Linked DNA regions of Mus musculus: region 2 is linked to region 1. Evidence: chromatin contacts called from public Hi-C data. All regions are on one chromosome and are shown on one strand. Each heading gives the region's core, a stretch centred on a gene start, on an enhancer-like site or on the middle of the called end of the contact. The rest is flanking DNA. Distances are from core to core; before and after follow the strand shown. Region 1 has its middle 19 kb from the start of Sfmbt1. Region 2 holds the start of Itih1 (inter-alpha trypsin inhibitor, heavy chain 1).

Region 1 (7,556 bases), core at 1,725-4,224:
TATTTAAATGAAAGGTATCCTGGATGACTAGAAGCCCTCTAAAAAGTATAGTTTCAATTGTATTTATGTAAGCCTGGGCCAAGCTAGCTCAGAAGTGAGTAGTTCCTTGGAGTATCGGGGAGAGCACACAGGAAGCAGCTTTCCTCCGCATGTCTTCTTGCTGTCTTATGAGCATATAGGAATGGGCCATCAGAGCTCATGAGCCCCTTTCTCTACTGGCTACCCCCATCTCTTCCCTAGAACCCTGTCACCACGTGCCCTCTTAATCCCAAACCTAGAGCATGGTCCTTAGGCTGCCTTCCTCAGAGTCTCTGGGTTTTCAGAAGTGGAGGTTCCTGGATCTATGCTACACCTTCAGAATCCGTTTGGGGGCTCAAGTCTGAGCTTTTCAGCAAGCTCACCTAACTATGATGCTGGCAAGATGAGTCCAGTGTGTCATCCTCCTTCCTAGCAGGCCAGGACCAGCCACGCCCACCCCCACAGTATCTGTTGTCTGCTCCTGGCAGCGGCAGTCTGTGACTTCTGAGTCTATGGGATCAAGACCAGGAGATTCTCACTCCGGGGTGGGGAGGAGGCTCTACAGCCAGACCACAGGCTCCTTTCTCTGTTCACCTTTCCGCACGCTGTCCACCAAAAGCTACTATAACATTTTATTAAAAGATGGACTGGCAGAAGGATGGCAGCTCAGGACTCCTTCCCACACCCTGCCTCCTTCTTTCTACAGCCCTGCATTTTCTCATTACCAACCCCTGCCTTCTCAGCTGTTGACATTTTGGACCAGGCCATGCAGTTTTCAACTGTGCAGTCTGGGTTCTCTAAAGCCCAGGTGAATACAGCCATGGCCTAAGGAGTTGAGGAGACCACCTCATTCTGAGATTGGCAGAGGCCGGACTTGCAGCTCCTCCTAGGTGCACAATGGGACACTTCTCATCTCTATTGGGGCCCAGACAGTGACAGCAGGGAGCAGGCTGGTAGGCAACTGAAAGAAAGAGGAGGGCCCAGAGCCAAGGCACTGCTTTCCAGGAAGTGGCTATGTTTCTCCATTGCTGAGACCATCACTTTCAACACTTTGCCTCCAGCCTGCCATCACATCTTCCATCTGTGCGGTCAAGCACGAACCTCTGAAGGAGAAATGGAGCTGGCCCCTTGTAAGGCAACTGCTGTAGGTTATACATCACAAGTGAGTCAGGATGGGACACCCTGGCATCAGGTGAGCCCTAGCCTACCTGTTTTTAGTTAGAGGCTCTGTAGAATAGCATGGTTCATCTAGGGTTGCCTTCCAGCTCCTGGCGCTCAGTGGGGTCCTGTAATAGAACAGCTTCCCTGCAGAAGGAATCTTTTCCATCATCATGTGTTACATTCTGTCCTTTTCTGCAGTAAAAAGTGCCCTTAAGTTAAGGAGTTGTTGCTACTGTCACAATTGTGGAACAGCTCTGAGGTCAAAGGTTTCCCCCAATGCAAGTGTTACAGCTCTGAAGGGAAATGTATCCTGGCAGGCAGGGAAAGTCACTCTGCACAACAGACCTCACAGAAGAGATTTATTGGGAACATCACAAGAGGGTGGCCACCTCTGCTCAGCTGAGAAGTCGCTGGACCCGAAGCAGAAGCCTGAGCAGGCTTTATATAGGTGCTTCTTAAGGGCGAGTGACTTTCCAGGGTGGCCTAGGAGTGGTGGTAAGATTTTGTGACCTGATCTTGGGGCAAGCTCAGAGATTGGTGGCCTAATCATAGACAGCCTGTAGGGTGGAGCTTGCTGCCTGCATCTTGATGGAAATGGCCGTAAGAGTAGTCTGGGCCGTAAGAGTAGCCATCATGATTGGAATGGCTTACAATAATGTCTCTCTGGCTTGGCAAATGCCTTAGGTAGAAGTCACCTGTCTTCCCTGGGTCACTGGGGACAGAAGGTGAAAATGTCACAGCCCCAGGCCTTCCTTCCCACCAGCCTCCTACTCTGAATCTTATCCACACCTCTGTCATCTGTCACAAGGCCTGGGCTGTGGAATGAAGTTGGGTTCTCCATCAGTGCCCATCAGTGAACACTGACTAACTAAGACATGACTGCTTTACTCACATTGGGAGGCGACAAATGAAGGCATGTTTCTAGTTCCTGTCTGGGAGATCCTGGCACTCTTTCCAGTGTGTGGATCTAGTGTGGCTTCCTGCAGGCCTGCTGAGTGAGAAAAAGGGAAGTCTGGGGGAGACCAGACTTCACCCTGTCTCACACACTCCTCACTCTTAGGAACCTTCTTTGAAAATCATGACATAGTAGGTGTGATGAGCTGAGCCTCCAATCCCAGCACTCAGGAAGCGTGACAGAAGGAGGCCAGCCTAGGCTACAGAGACCCTGCCTCAGGAGAAAAAGGGTATCGTGAATGGTGATAGAGTGAACAAGGTTGCCAGAGGCCCCTCTCAGAAGGGCTTTCAGTTCTTGGGAGAGTTAGGCATCAGCTCACAAAGAGAAGCTGGCAATCCCGGAACTTCAGACTTCATGGGTAAAGGTCTAGCCCCACAACATTGTCTGCCCCACTCCTCCAGACAGAGCCTGCCTTGGGTTCCATGGGAGAAATCACAAAGACTCCAGAGAATAAGCCATTGTCGCCAGAAGACAAACAGCAGTGTTTTCCTCTGTACATACTTGGACAGAATAGAGATGTTCCTCACATAGTCTTTCTTGTTTCCCTAGCGTGTTGACATAATTTCAGAAAAAGACAGACTAGCATGGTACATCTTTATGTTCTCAAATTAGAGCTGAAGATTACTCTCTTCCCCATGTGGCCTCTGATGTCCCTAAGAGGCATGTCTGTAATGACAAGAACATGTTCTGCAGGTGTGCAGATGTCAGACCATGGGGGGCAATTGAAGGACAGAGCTGCGTACATTTGTTTCTTTTGTAACTGAGTGAAATCGTGTGGTTCTGGCTGCCAGCAGGGCTCATGGGCACAGTGCCCAAGTCCACGGGTTATTCTTGCCTCTGCTTCCTCTTGGCAATCCTTGCAACAGACCGAGTAATGGAAGGCCTGGCACTGGATGGAAGGCCACCAGAGGGTGTCCTGTTATCTTATTTCTTCTACATCATCAGTGGGAAATTAGCTTATGTTCATGTCTATATTTTCAAGCACCCATCAGGGATCTCTCTCTCTCTCTCTCTCTCTCTCTCTCTCTCTCTCTGTGTGTGTGTGTGTGTGTGTTTTTCACATTATGAAACCAGGTATATAGATAGCATACACTTCTTTTTTTTTATAGTATAGAATAGAATACAGTTTATTCAGGGCATGAGGATGGGAGGTAAAGGGGTAGTAGAGGCAGAGAAAGAGAGAGAGAGAGAAAGAGAGAGAGAGGAGGCTGGCCATGAGCATATGGAGGGAGAGGTGGGGGAGGAAGTTGGGGAGAGAGGGGATAAGGGACAAAAAGACAGAGCAGGAGCAAGAAGACAAGAGCGTAGCACACACTTCTAATCCCAACACTTGGGAAGATGAACAGGAAGTTTGTTTATAGCCTGGGCTACGGAATGAGATACTATCTCAGAACAACAACAACAAAAACAAAAAAAAAAAATCATAGAAGCCCAGGGGAGTCAGAGTTGAGCAGTCCCTCAGTGGTGGGATGGGGAGTTGAGAGCTAGTGGGCCTGTGTACTTCAAGACCAGAGCCTGGACACAGCCACATTCAAGTAGGAGTGCTAGATCAGTGTAGTGCTCACCATGGAGTCTGAATGTGTCTACGTGCTGTGCTTTTTGATGATAAGTGATGTTATCTCTTGATATTGTGTATTGCGTTATTACCTGTGCCTATGGTATGTATACATGCCCATGTGTGTGTTCACATGTATATGGATGTGTTTGTGTAGGTGTGTGTATATGGATATGCAGAGGCCAGTTGAGCTGAGGCATCTTCCCTCCATTGCCCTCTTTACTGAGGTCTCTCACTGAGCCTGGAGCTCACAGACTCAGTTCAGTTACTCTAGCCAGCCAGTTTTCCCTGGGGACCCCCTGTCTTTGTTTTCTGAATGCTGGGATTACTGGGAAGCTAAGGCTCCGAAGAGTAGAAAGATGGAGCAGAAGTGTAGAGCTAACTAAGAGATACAGTTATGGTCATGGGCTGCCTCTGACCAAGGGATGCCGTAGCCTCATGAATAGGACGTTTCACATGTAATCCCTACAACACAGAGCAGGGGCTTCTGACCTTCACGGTAGAGGTCAGGGGCAGGTTTCGTGTCCATCCTAAGGGACTAGTTGTGGTGAATCCCTCCAAACCTATTTTCTATCTCAGACTGAGAGCAAGCCAGACCTTCAGTTTGGCTTGACAGGAAGATCTGTGCTTTTCTAAAACCACCACCTAGCTGCTTTATGTTAACATGCTAAACTATCCCTACCTGACTGCCAGGATAAACTATCCCTACCTGACTGCCAGGCTGAGGCATCTCTCTAGGGTCACCTGCACCACGCTTGTTGCAGACAGGGCTGCTCTTTGTTACCTATCCAGCAGGGCTAAGCCCATTGCCAACGTGGGCGATTCTTCTCTATACCCAGTCAAAGGAGGCTGAAGTTAATTTGGGGGAACATATAAAGGTTCAGGCTAGAAGCCCTAGGTCCAAGGTCCCAGTCATACAAGAGTGCTAGTTCACACATAGGCAAGTCCCAGACTTGGTGAACCAAGTCCTTAAGGGCACATCCTAAACAGAGAGATCTAAGGACCATCATTCAGTTACAAGGCCTACTTAGCTTAGCCACCGTGTACAGTACTGCCAAGCACGTGTTTCCGCGGCCATATCGCAAGTGAGCTTTGCGTTTATGTCTACCCTAGGAGCATAGGGAGAGAGAGTATACAGATGCATCTTCCTTGCCTCAGACAGCAAGAGACAGGGGGCATGTATCAGAGGCATGGATGACATGGGGGGACACACAGATTTTTTTCGTGTGTCTGAAGACAACTCACCAGGATTTAATCTGTAACTCGAATTCAGTCGGCTAAGTAAGGCTAAGAAGTGTGTGGTTGTCATGGCAACACCAAATTGCCCAGGACCAGGTTGGTCTCTAAGGGGGGTGGGGTGTGCAGAGCCAAGCCTCTATCTCCTTGTTAGAGATTGTTGCGAAGAATAGAAAGCATTCTTCCCACTACCACAGCTCAGGGTGTCTGAGCTGTCGGTGTAGAACAAATAAGCCAGGCTGCCTCTGCCCTTCGCTCTGAGACGAAGGGCCCAGATTGCCCAGGTATACCGCGTTCCAAAGGCAACCCTTTATTCAGGGAATACTTGCCATCCTTAACGACTAGATGTCTCAGGCTGTACCCTTCTCCTGAGGGCTAGCCCCGCCCCAGAGAGCTCACATTTGGAGCCTTTTGATTCTAGTGTTCAGCTTCCACCTGTTGCCTGGTATATGGGCACCACTTGGCTCATCACCCGAGCCTAGTCTGAAGGATCAGAGAACCTACAGCCTCACCTGGAGTGCCAGCAGCTGAGGCCTCCATTTCCAAGCACGTAGCCTGATTACCTGGCCCCTTCCTTTCCACCAAGCACGAAAGGGCCAGCTGGGGATTGATTGCCTTGGCCTAGATAGCAGTAGGCAGAGGAGGAGAGGGCTGCTCAAGTGGGGAAGTAGTTAAGCCTTCTCTGTTCCCCAGCCTCACTCCTTATATCTCTGTTCTCTTCTGACCAATCTGTGCTCTTGGGCCCTTAGAACAAGGGCCTAGCCACTCAGCAAGCCTCTGAGGGCTCCCAGCCAGCCAAGTCTGGCATGTCCATCTCCGTGGTCCCTAGGGGGTACTCAAGAAGGGACTCCCAAGGACACCTAAAACATGGAGGTATGAATGGTTGACTTGGGTAGTAAGGAGTGGGAACAAAAGAAATGAGACTGTCCAGATTTGGGGAGAGGAATCTGGTAGGCTGAGTTCAAAAAGCCGTAAATGTCAGGCTGAGAAAAGGGCTGTTTGGTCCTCATCTGCATCCACTGTCCTGCAATGACTCCCATCTTCTAGGAGGCTCACAGGGGTCCTTGGCAGATGTGACCCCATTATTTCATCTCCTTCAGAGACACAGACACCTGAGGGCCCATCCCCCAAAGCCTATTTCATGTGGCCCCTAAAATAAACGACACTGGCTGCATGAGATCCAGCAGACCCTGTTGCTTTTGCTGCGTGGTCTGTGGTCTTTTCTGCTTGTCCAATTAGTGCTAATTGGAATAGGGAAGTGTACACACGAGACAGGTACAGAGCTGGAGCTCTGATGCCTTGTCAGAGCTTGGAGACATTAAGCTTCCTGGGACAGGCCGTTCCCTACAGGGACAGAGACCCCTTGGGGCCGTTAGTGTTGTACAGGGACTCCCGTGGCTTCCTGTGCATCAGAGCCAGGGACAGTGAATCCTCTGCTGTCTAGAGGACCTAGGCTGCACTGAACATCTACAGCCTACCCCAGAGGCCCCAGGGCAGGCCAGGCCCACACTCGCCTTTCTAAGGAGTCTTCTTCACGTGACCAGAACGGAGGCTCTTCTTCTCTGTTCTCCGGGGCTGAAGCTGAGAGACAGGACGGTTGAGAGAGGCACAGAGGGTCCGGGAGCTTCCTGGATGCTTTCCTGACCCTCAACCCCAGCCTAGCAAGCAGCTTGGTAAAGGCAAGGAAAGCCTGACTGTTCTACTTGGTTCACATTTGCTCCTGGGGTCCAAGTCTCAGAGGCCCAGGGTCTCTTCCTAGAGAACTGAGACCTGCACCGTGCTCCCCAGCCCACCTCCCATCCCCACTTGTGTTTCTGCTTTCGAGATGGAGAGCCCATAGGCAAAGCACGCTTGTGTCAAGTCCAGGTCGGGTTCTCCAGCTTACGTGGGTATCCTTCCTGTCAGGCTTGTACCTTAACCGCACCCCCCACCCCCCGCCACCTCACCGTGGCCTCAGAGAAGGTTTTTGTTTTGGTTTGCTTGTTTTTTTGAGGCTCAGGGTCCACATGGACTTCTGGCTAACATTATAACCTCTGCTGGACCCCGAGGGCAGTCTCCCTGTGGTTGCTCCTCTGCTGCCAGCTTTCAGAGGGAACACATGGGAGAGTCCTGCCCCCTAGCGGCTGCATTGCTGGGCCTCGCCTCTCAAGGATCCCAAGATCCCTCTGCTCGCTCTAGTGCCTGGTACCCAAGCTCATGCCACAAGAGCAGAGTCCCAAGAAATGTGACCCAGGGATCCTGGTCTGTGAGCACCCTTGAGTCCCGAGGACACTGTTTCTAGAGGTGACTACCAGTTAGAGGCCCTAAGTGGTCCTAGGTTGGGTCACAGAGTCTCAGGCTACTAAGAAGGAGGCCCCACAGTGCCCATGAACAGTGAACAGCATAGTTAATGAGAACTAAGCCCAGGCTGGTATGGGGGCCTTGCATTCTGCCTTCCCCTGTATAGTCGCTGTGACCAGAGCCACACTGCCAAGGCTCCACCAGCTTCCTTGGTCTCTCTAGCCTGACCCCCACAAGACATCTGCCTGTGCTAGGGTAGTCTGCCATATAGTGTCTTCCAGAGAAAGAAGTTCCTTAGTTTCTTTTTTTGTTTGTTTGCTTGTTTGTTTTTTCTCATTTTTTGTTTTTGTT
Region 2 (7,556 bases), core at 2,736-5,235, 250 kb after region 1:
TGCAGAAGCCATGGAGGGATGTTCTTTACTGGCTTGCTTCCCCTGGCTTGCTCAGCCTGCTCTCTTATAGAACCAAGACTACCAGTCCAGAGATGGCACCACCAACAAGGAGACCTCCCCTCTTGATCACTAATTGAGAAAATGCCTTACAGCTGGATCTCGTGGAGGCATTTCTTCAACTGAAGCTCCTTTCTCTGTGATAACTCCAGCTGTGTCAAGTTGACATAAAACTAGCCAATACACTGATGAATTGTAAGAGACACTTTCTCAGTGACTTATGGAGCCCCCGTGCATAGGGCATGAGAGCTGAAAGATGGCTCTTGGCCTGGGTTCAGGGCTACTTGGGAAGTAGGGTGTTGCAAGAACAGAACTTCTGGGGATCCTGGGTGGTCAGTGACAAGTCACAGACCTTTCCAAAGTTGGGTGTCAAAAACAAAACAAAACAAAACAAAAAGCTAAGGGTTGTTTGATGTGCCCCAATGATCTTCCAAGGGCAGGATATAAGCAAAGAAGAAACTGATACAAGCTGTCAAGACACAGCCAGTGTGCTGAGACTAGTTCTTTCCTATCTCAGATGAGCAGGAGACTAGAACACTTCTGAGATTCCACCTGGATACATGCACCCATTATAGTTTGGATATAGACTATCTTCCTGAAAGACTCATATGTTGAAGGTCAGTGAGGCAAGTGGAGTTCTGAGGCCTGGATTTGGGGGAGTGACTGGATCCTGAGGTGCTGCCTCCATCAGTGGACTGATCCACGACAAATCCAGAACATGAATAGATAATTACCCAGCGTGGTTGATCACATCTGTAATCCCAGCACTCGGGAGGGCGAGCCAGGAGGATTGTGTGTTTAAGGACAGTCTAGGCTGAATAATAAGACCCTGCCTCGATAAATCACAACAAAATTTAACCAAGAAAATTGAAGCTAGGTTGGTCACTGGAAAAGTGCCTTTGAAAGTCTCTTCTTCTTCTTCTTCTTCTTCTTCTTCTTCTTCTTCTTCTTCTTCTTCTTCTTCTTCTCCTCCTCCTCCTCCTCCTCCTCCTCCTCCTCCTCCTCCTCCTCCTCCTTCTTCTTCTTCTTCTTCTTCTTCTTCTCCTTCTTCTTCCTCCTCCTCCTCCTCCTCCTCCTCTCTCTATCTCTCTCTTTCTCTCTCCCTCCTCCCCCTTCCTCCCCTCTCTCCCCCTTCCCCCTTCCCCTCCCCCTTCCCCTCTCCTTCTCCCTCCTTCTCCCCCCTCTCTTTCTGCTTCCTGGCTGCATAAGCTGAACAACCTCTATTCCTGCAAGCATTTCTTCTATAATGTTACCCCACCATGTTCCAGAAACAGCAGAGCAAGCTGACCATGGATTGAGACCTCAGAAACCAGGAGTCAAACTAAATCCCTCTTCCTTGAAACTGTTTCTCTCAGGGATTTGCCACAGTTGATGGAAAGTCTGACTAATAACTCATCGGGACAGCCTAATTACACTGCCTGGTCCTGTGCCCAGCCTGGATATTTTAGAAAGGCTGAGTTGAGCTGAGAAGTCTCTAAGGTCCCATCCCCATCCCATTGTTCTTCACATACCTTTTTCCCTGAGAAAGACTTCTTGATGGTTTGAGCAGCCAGTTCCTCACTGAGGAAGGAGGCCTGAGCGTCCAGCTTGCTGATCCCCTGGGGTTCAAAGATGTCCACATCGATCTGCATGGAAGCCAGTTCTGTGCTAAGGCCCATGTGGGCTAGCACCAAATTTCAGCCAAGAGCCCTGTGGATCTGCCTTTCTACTGTGTGCAGGATCCACCCAGCCCTTAGCAGGGCCTGGCTCATCATAGTCAGTCCAGAAATACTGACTGAAAGATGCCCATGCCTGAACCCTTCAACTTGGCCCCTCCTGCTGACTGACACATAAGTGTCAGTACTTTTTGTAATCTGGTGGCAGTCTTGGGAAATGCAGGGATGTATTTAGCAGGTACAGAAATTGGGGGATCATGGATGACAAGAAAGCTGGGAGATTCAAGGGGCTTCCTGCTGCGGAAGAGCCCACAGGAACCCGTCCTAAGGACTCACTCTCATTCCTTGTATTTTTTGGGCCTGGGCTAAGGGAGAGGGCTGAACCATTGCTGAAAGCCACAGTTGGTGTGGGATTGGGGGTGGGAGAAAGAACGTGAGGAATCCTGTCTGGGAACTTGCAAAGTACCTCAAAATGCTGTACCAGCTGCTTGGGTCTGACTTTGATGGTGATGTCATACTGCATCAGTCTCCTCTTTAGTACCTCCTCATAGGTGAGCCGGAACGTGGCCTTGCTCTGGGCTCCAACAGTGATATGGATGGTGAACTGCTCCATATTTCTGCCCGAGGCTCTGAACATGTCACCAGAGGCAGCAATAGGCAAAGGGTGACATGTACAGTTTCAACACCTAAAGCTTGTCCCTCAGAACCAGTTCCTCTTATTATCACACCACCCCCCCCAAGGCAAGAGCTCAAGGATGTACCCCACCCTAGCCCCAGATGCCAGCTTAGACAGGCTTACTCAAGCTTCCATCCTCCTGGAGGTGCTCCCTCCTCACAGTCCCCAGCTCCATCCTGGATGGTCAGAAGGGAGAGCCCTGGAAGCTTGGCCACTAAGGCCTGGAACTTACCTGACAAGGCCAGCGCTCTCCCCTAAAACGGCTGCCTTCCGGTACTGCTTCCATGCAGTCACTTTGTCCTTTATGTCCCCAATGAACGCCTTCCCATCTGATGTTCTGCATGAAAGGGAAAAGCCCCCAGTAGTGGTGGCCTGACTTCACTGCCTGGGTTGTCCTTTGTACTGAGTATTCTGAGCCTAGGACCCTGTCCACACAACTCCTTGAAAAGGGAGTCTCTGCTGTCTGCTGCCTCTACTGTCCACTGCTGAGAGGACCCATAGGAAGTCAGTAGATAACCATAGTCACAGAGGCCACATCACTCACTGGATTTGCTCCCCAAGTCAAAAGCTTTGAAAACAAGCAGTCAGAGGCTCTGATTTTCTGTGTAAGGTGGGAGGTGAGACCTCTAATGGACCTCTTTCCTCCTACCCCTCTAAGCTGGGGCTGGCCATGACCCAAGTGAGATCTCACTACTCTGAACTCAGGCTGAACAGGTGAGTGGACACAAGTGGAGTAGAGTGTAAGAGTTAGACAGGGCACGCACGCACATGGCAAAGTCACTGATGAAGGCTGTCTTGGGGATTTCCACATCAAAAGCCACTTCCCTGGCTTTATCAGCATTGTTGACCACTTGGCTGGTGATGACGTAGTGGGCAAAGCGAGAGGTGACTTTGCAATTGACTTTCAAGCTCTTGATGGACACACCATTGACTGACTGAAGATAATACTAATAATAATTAATAATAATAATAATAATAATAATAATAATAATGGACTCTACCCACTCTAGAGCAAAGTGCCCAGATTCCCAAAGAATACACCAGACCTCCCAAGAAGACCCTCTTTCTTTGCTGGAGACATGAGGTCACATTTCAAGTGATGGGAGCCCCCTGCCTGTTGCACTGACAGAGGCATACAGGGATGGGAAAAAGCAAACCTGTAGTAAGGGCCCCATCTTGGACCCCTTGGCCAAATAACTTACAGTGTCCACAGCGTGTCGCTTCTGCAAAACAAAACCACCACTAAGTGTGAGTGGGGACGCTCAGGGACCCTGATCCATTTATTAAGGGTGGGAATGGGGTCTGTGTGCTCTCCTCCTCCACCTCCCTCCTGCCGCTGGGAGGCTTCCTCTTCAAGAAGAAATGATCAGTGGGTGAGGGAGGCTCATGTCCCTGATGCAGGAGCTGCAGCCCCGGGGCCCAGTGCAGGGACAACTGCCTATCTATGCTAAGGGCTTACTCACATACCTCACTGCCCCTGGGTCTGCCTGTTGCCAAGCCCAAAGCAGGCCTGGCCTGCAGAGTGAGGAGCGGCAGCAAGCACAGCAGCACCCGGAGCCCTGTGGCACCCTCCATGATCTCCAGGCTCTCAATTCCCCGTCACTTCCCTCAGACTGTTAGTTAATACTGTGCTGGACAAACACAGTTTAAACATTAGACACAGCGGAGGCAAATAGCAGGGTTTAGGGAATCAATGAGCTGGGACGTAGCTCACTGGTAGATGGTTTGTCTACCGTTGTTGGTAGGTGCCATGCACTAAGCTCTGGATTTAATTCCTAGGGGAATATGTATATATATATCTCAACATGTTAAGTGAAGTTGAAGAAAAAGTTTGCAGATCCTGGGTGATGGCTCAGCAGGTAAAGAAATTTACCATAAAGCCTGACTACCTGAGTTTGGAACTAACTCCCTCAAGTTATCCTCTGACCTCCACCTATGGGTTGTGGCATGAATGTACTTACAAACACACACACACACACACAGAGACCGAGAGACAGAGAGAGAGAGAGACGGAGAGATGGAGAGACAGAGAGACAGAGAGACAGAGACAGAAAGACAGGCAGACACACATACAGAGAGAGATGGTTGGAGAGACAGACACACAGAGAGAGAAAGCAACAAAAAGTGTTCATGGCAGCTAGGCTTGGTGGCACACACCTACAATCCTAACACTAGGGAGGTGGGGTCAGGAGGATGAGTTCAAGACAAGCCTCAGCTACATTGGGAAACCAGTTGGGCTATATGAGATCTTGTCTTTAAACATGGGTGAGGAAGGGTGCTGAGCTGGATCAACAGCGGAGAGGTCTTGCTGCCTTTCCAGGGGACTCAAGTTTAATTGTCAGCCCCTGTGTTGGGAACCGCCACCCCCTTCTGGTTTCTGTGGGTACTGCATAGGCCCACATGTAGGAAAAATAACTTTTAAAACCATGGCAGTTACTACTTTCTTCTTGTAAACAGGCAGCTCAGGGCTGTGGAAAGTCCCTGCCAGACTCCAGATTGCCCTTGTGTATTTATCTGCACTCCGTCAAGAAGGCTTGTGGAGCCCTCAAATGCTTCCTTTCCTGTCTCAAGTACCAGGCAGCACCAGTCTCATATACAGTTAACTTTTGGCAAGAGGACAGAGGCGATACAATAGAATTTCTAAGCTTAATGAAGCTTTTCGTCCAGAATTCTTCAACAAACTTTCCAGTCATGCTTTGGCCACAGATGTGACTGGGTGTTATGACACCCAGTGACACATTTGGTTCTGATGATTCGGGAGGCTTGGGGGAAGCACAGCGGTGACCCATGCTCCGGGCGTATTGCATCATCTCGCTGACCTTCTTGCTGGATTTGGAAAGAAAAACAGAAGTCAGCTTTGTCCTGCTCCCACCAGGCCAGCATGCTGTCACCATGGAAGACACCAATGGCAGCACCTTCTTAGAATCAAGGCCTCTGGAAGCCTCGAGCAGTTGTTCTTTACTGTCTAAGGTCTAGTCATGTGTCTCTGGGACAGCCACACTTGAACTGAGGTCTCAGGCTCCAGCGCCCATCATGTAGAGAGGTAGGCATATGCCCTGAGACACAAAGCCGGGAAAACAGAGTGGAGACCCCAGAGGGGAGAGTCCTCAGAGGCCTGGCTTGCCCAACAAGTGGCTCAGCTTTTATGTGCAAACCCTGTCCCCGACAATCCACTGGACAGCTGCAGTCATTTGGTTAGGTCACTCTATGACCTGGGTTGGGATGTGACCCTGGTGAGATGAAGGGGACCTTGCAGAAGAGCTGTTTGCTTATCCTGGACTTTGTCTCCCAGAGGCAGCTTCTGGGAAAAGGGTTTTGGCCTTGGGGCAGGGTGACCTTCTGACCTGTTTTCTGCCTTTGTGGAAGATTAGACAGGTCAGCATGCTTCTGTACATTTGAGGGTCTGTTTTGTTCTTTAGCAGCACAAAAAGAGCCTGGTGGGCTGGGCACAATGGTAGGAGCTGGGGTGCAAGGATGATGGAACTTAGTTGCCCTGATATGATCGGGAAGGGAGACAAACCAGTGGAACAGTGAATCCTAGGGACTGTCTGGAGGCTGGGGATGCCTAAAGATCTGTAGACCCTGGGAACTCATCTCCGTGGGAATCAGAAGGTGTCTGGGGAAGTGTGACACTTGGGAAAGTGAACATTGGGAGAGAAGGAACTTTGGCAAGTGATCAGGATCAACTGGATGGAACCAGTGGGTTCTAGTTTCAGTTTGTTGCTGTTACAAACACTAGAGGATAGGAGGGCTTGTTTTCAGCTGGTAGGTTACAAGGCGTCATCGAGGAAAGCCAGGGAAGAAACTCCAAGCAGGAACGTGAAACAGAAACCATGGAAGAATGCTACCTGGTGGCTCACTCATGGACCCATGCTTAGCTAGCTGAAGATTACCTGCATAAGGTATGGTGCTGCTCACAGTGGGCTGGGCCCTCCTACATCAATTAACGATCAAGACAACCCCCTGCAGACACTACCACATGTCAATCTGCTCTGGGCAATCCCTCAACTGAGACTCAGGTGGTTCTAAGCTTTGTCAAGTTGACAGTTCAAAAAAACTAAGACGGAGTATCTGTAGACCCTTAGCTTGTGGGATGGAAAACACCGAGGTGCCCAAGACTGGAATGCTGAGAGCTAGTTACTGTGGTATACATTTGCAGTCCCAGCTACTGAGGCAAGAGGATCAGTTGAGGATCAAGGGTCCATGGAAGCTTGGGACAGCAAGGAACACAAGCAGATTCTTGGCTGTTGAGAGAGATGAGTCATGCCAAATCCGGTTCACAGAAGGAAACGAGGAGCATGCTGATTTGGCTCCAGGGGTGGCAGGTGACAGAAAAGGACAAGGAGAGGGGAAAATGACCAGTGTGAGCATCTTGTATGCCCCATTCCATTGCTGTTCTCAACTTCCCCCAGGAGTCAGCTACTGTTCCAAACCCCATGTTTAGGATGAAGAGTGCGATTGGCCCAATCGTGGCTATGGGAAGAGGAGATAGACAGGAAGCAGATGAGGTTGCTAAGGATTAAGCTTGAGGGCCTGGGAAGATGGCTGCCTCCCATTCCTGATGCTGTGCGCTCTGCACCATGATGGACTGAACCCTCAGGCTGTGAGCCAAAGGCCCTTAAGTGGATTCTCGGCAGATATTTAGTGATGGCAGCAAAAGTCACTCATACAGCTGGGAGTGCAGCTCAGTGGCAGACTGCTTGCTGGGCAGCTGAGAAGCCCTGGGTCTAATCCAGAGTAGTGCTAAAAAACAAACAAACAAACAAAAACAAAGAAAAAACAAAGATGTGAAAAGGATGTTAAAAAAAAATTCACCATGCTCCACACTGTTCCATCCTCGTTCCCCGCTCTTCTTCTTCACCTCATCCATGGTCCCTATGGGGCTGGCTGTGTGAGACTTCTGTAAACAGCTGTTCACCATCCACATAGCATATGGATGTCTGCCTGCCTGTCTGTTGCCTGCCCATCCGTCTGTTCGTCCTTCTGTCTGTCCATTTTAAAGCACAGATACAAACAGCACCAAACCCTGGGAGACATCAAACCAGTAGAAAGCAGAAGTACTCAAAAGGAAAACCAGTGTGGACAGGACAGTAGGAGAATCTGGAACATTCTAGAAAGGGATAATGGGGAAGATTTCCCAAAGGACAAAGATGTCCTTTTAGGAACCA

The links. Hi-C and Micro-C count contacts between places; a contact is called where the count stands out from the background.
Region 2: a contact with region 1 is called in a Hi-C map of cortical neurons, with 2.3 times the contacts expected there. The contact joins the promoter of Itih1 here to the enhancer-like site in region 1. A contact is called at or near these places in 18 of 39 promoter capture datasets (the 3T3-L1 cell line, 3T3-L1-derived adipocytes, the C10 cell line and 10 more), 1 of 15 datasets of contacts at CTCF or cohesin (pro-B cells), 20 of 484 Hi-C or Micro-C datasets (the 3T3-L1 cell line, the AML12 cell line, the C10 cell line and 14 more) and 5 of 9 other capture datasets (adipose tissue, embryonic stem cells, liver and 2 more).

What each region holds. Positions count from the first base shown.
Region 1 is chr14:30,692,832-30,700,387 of GRCm38.p6, forward strand. No RefSeq gene overlaps it. Among named protein-coding and RNA genes, the nearest start is that of Sfmbt1, 19 kb to the right of the region's middle. Within about 2 kb of position 2,975, at least 94 of the 459 cell types and tissues checked have an H3K27ac peak or open chromatin away from gene starts, as enhancers often do. A contact at or near this core is called in 3T3-L1-derived adipocytes, adipose tissue, cerebral cortex and 5 more, where this site is marked.
Region 2 is chr14:30,939,304-30,946,859 of GRCm38.p6, forward strand. Itih1 (inter-alpha trypsin inhibitor, heavy chain 1) reads right to left here and starts at 3,986. Exons shown (of 22, transcript NM_008406.3): 1 at 3,856-3,986; 2 at 3,591-3,611; 3 at 3,157-3,323; 4 at 2,621-2,725; 5 at 2,179-2,341; 6 at 1,569-1,682. The coding sequence starts at 3,963.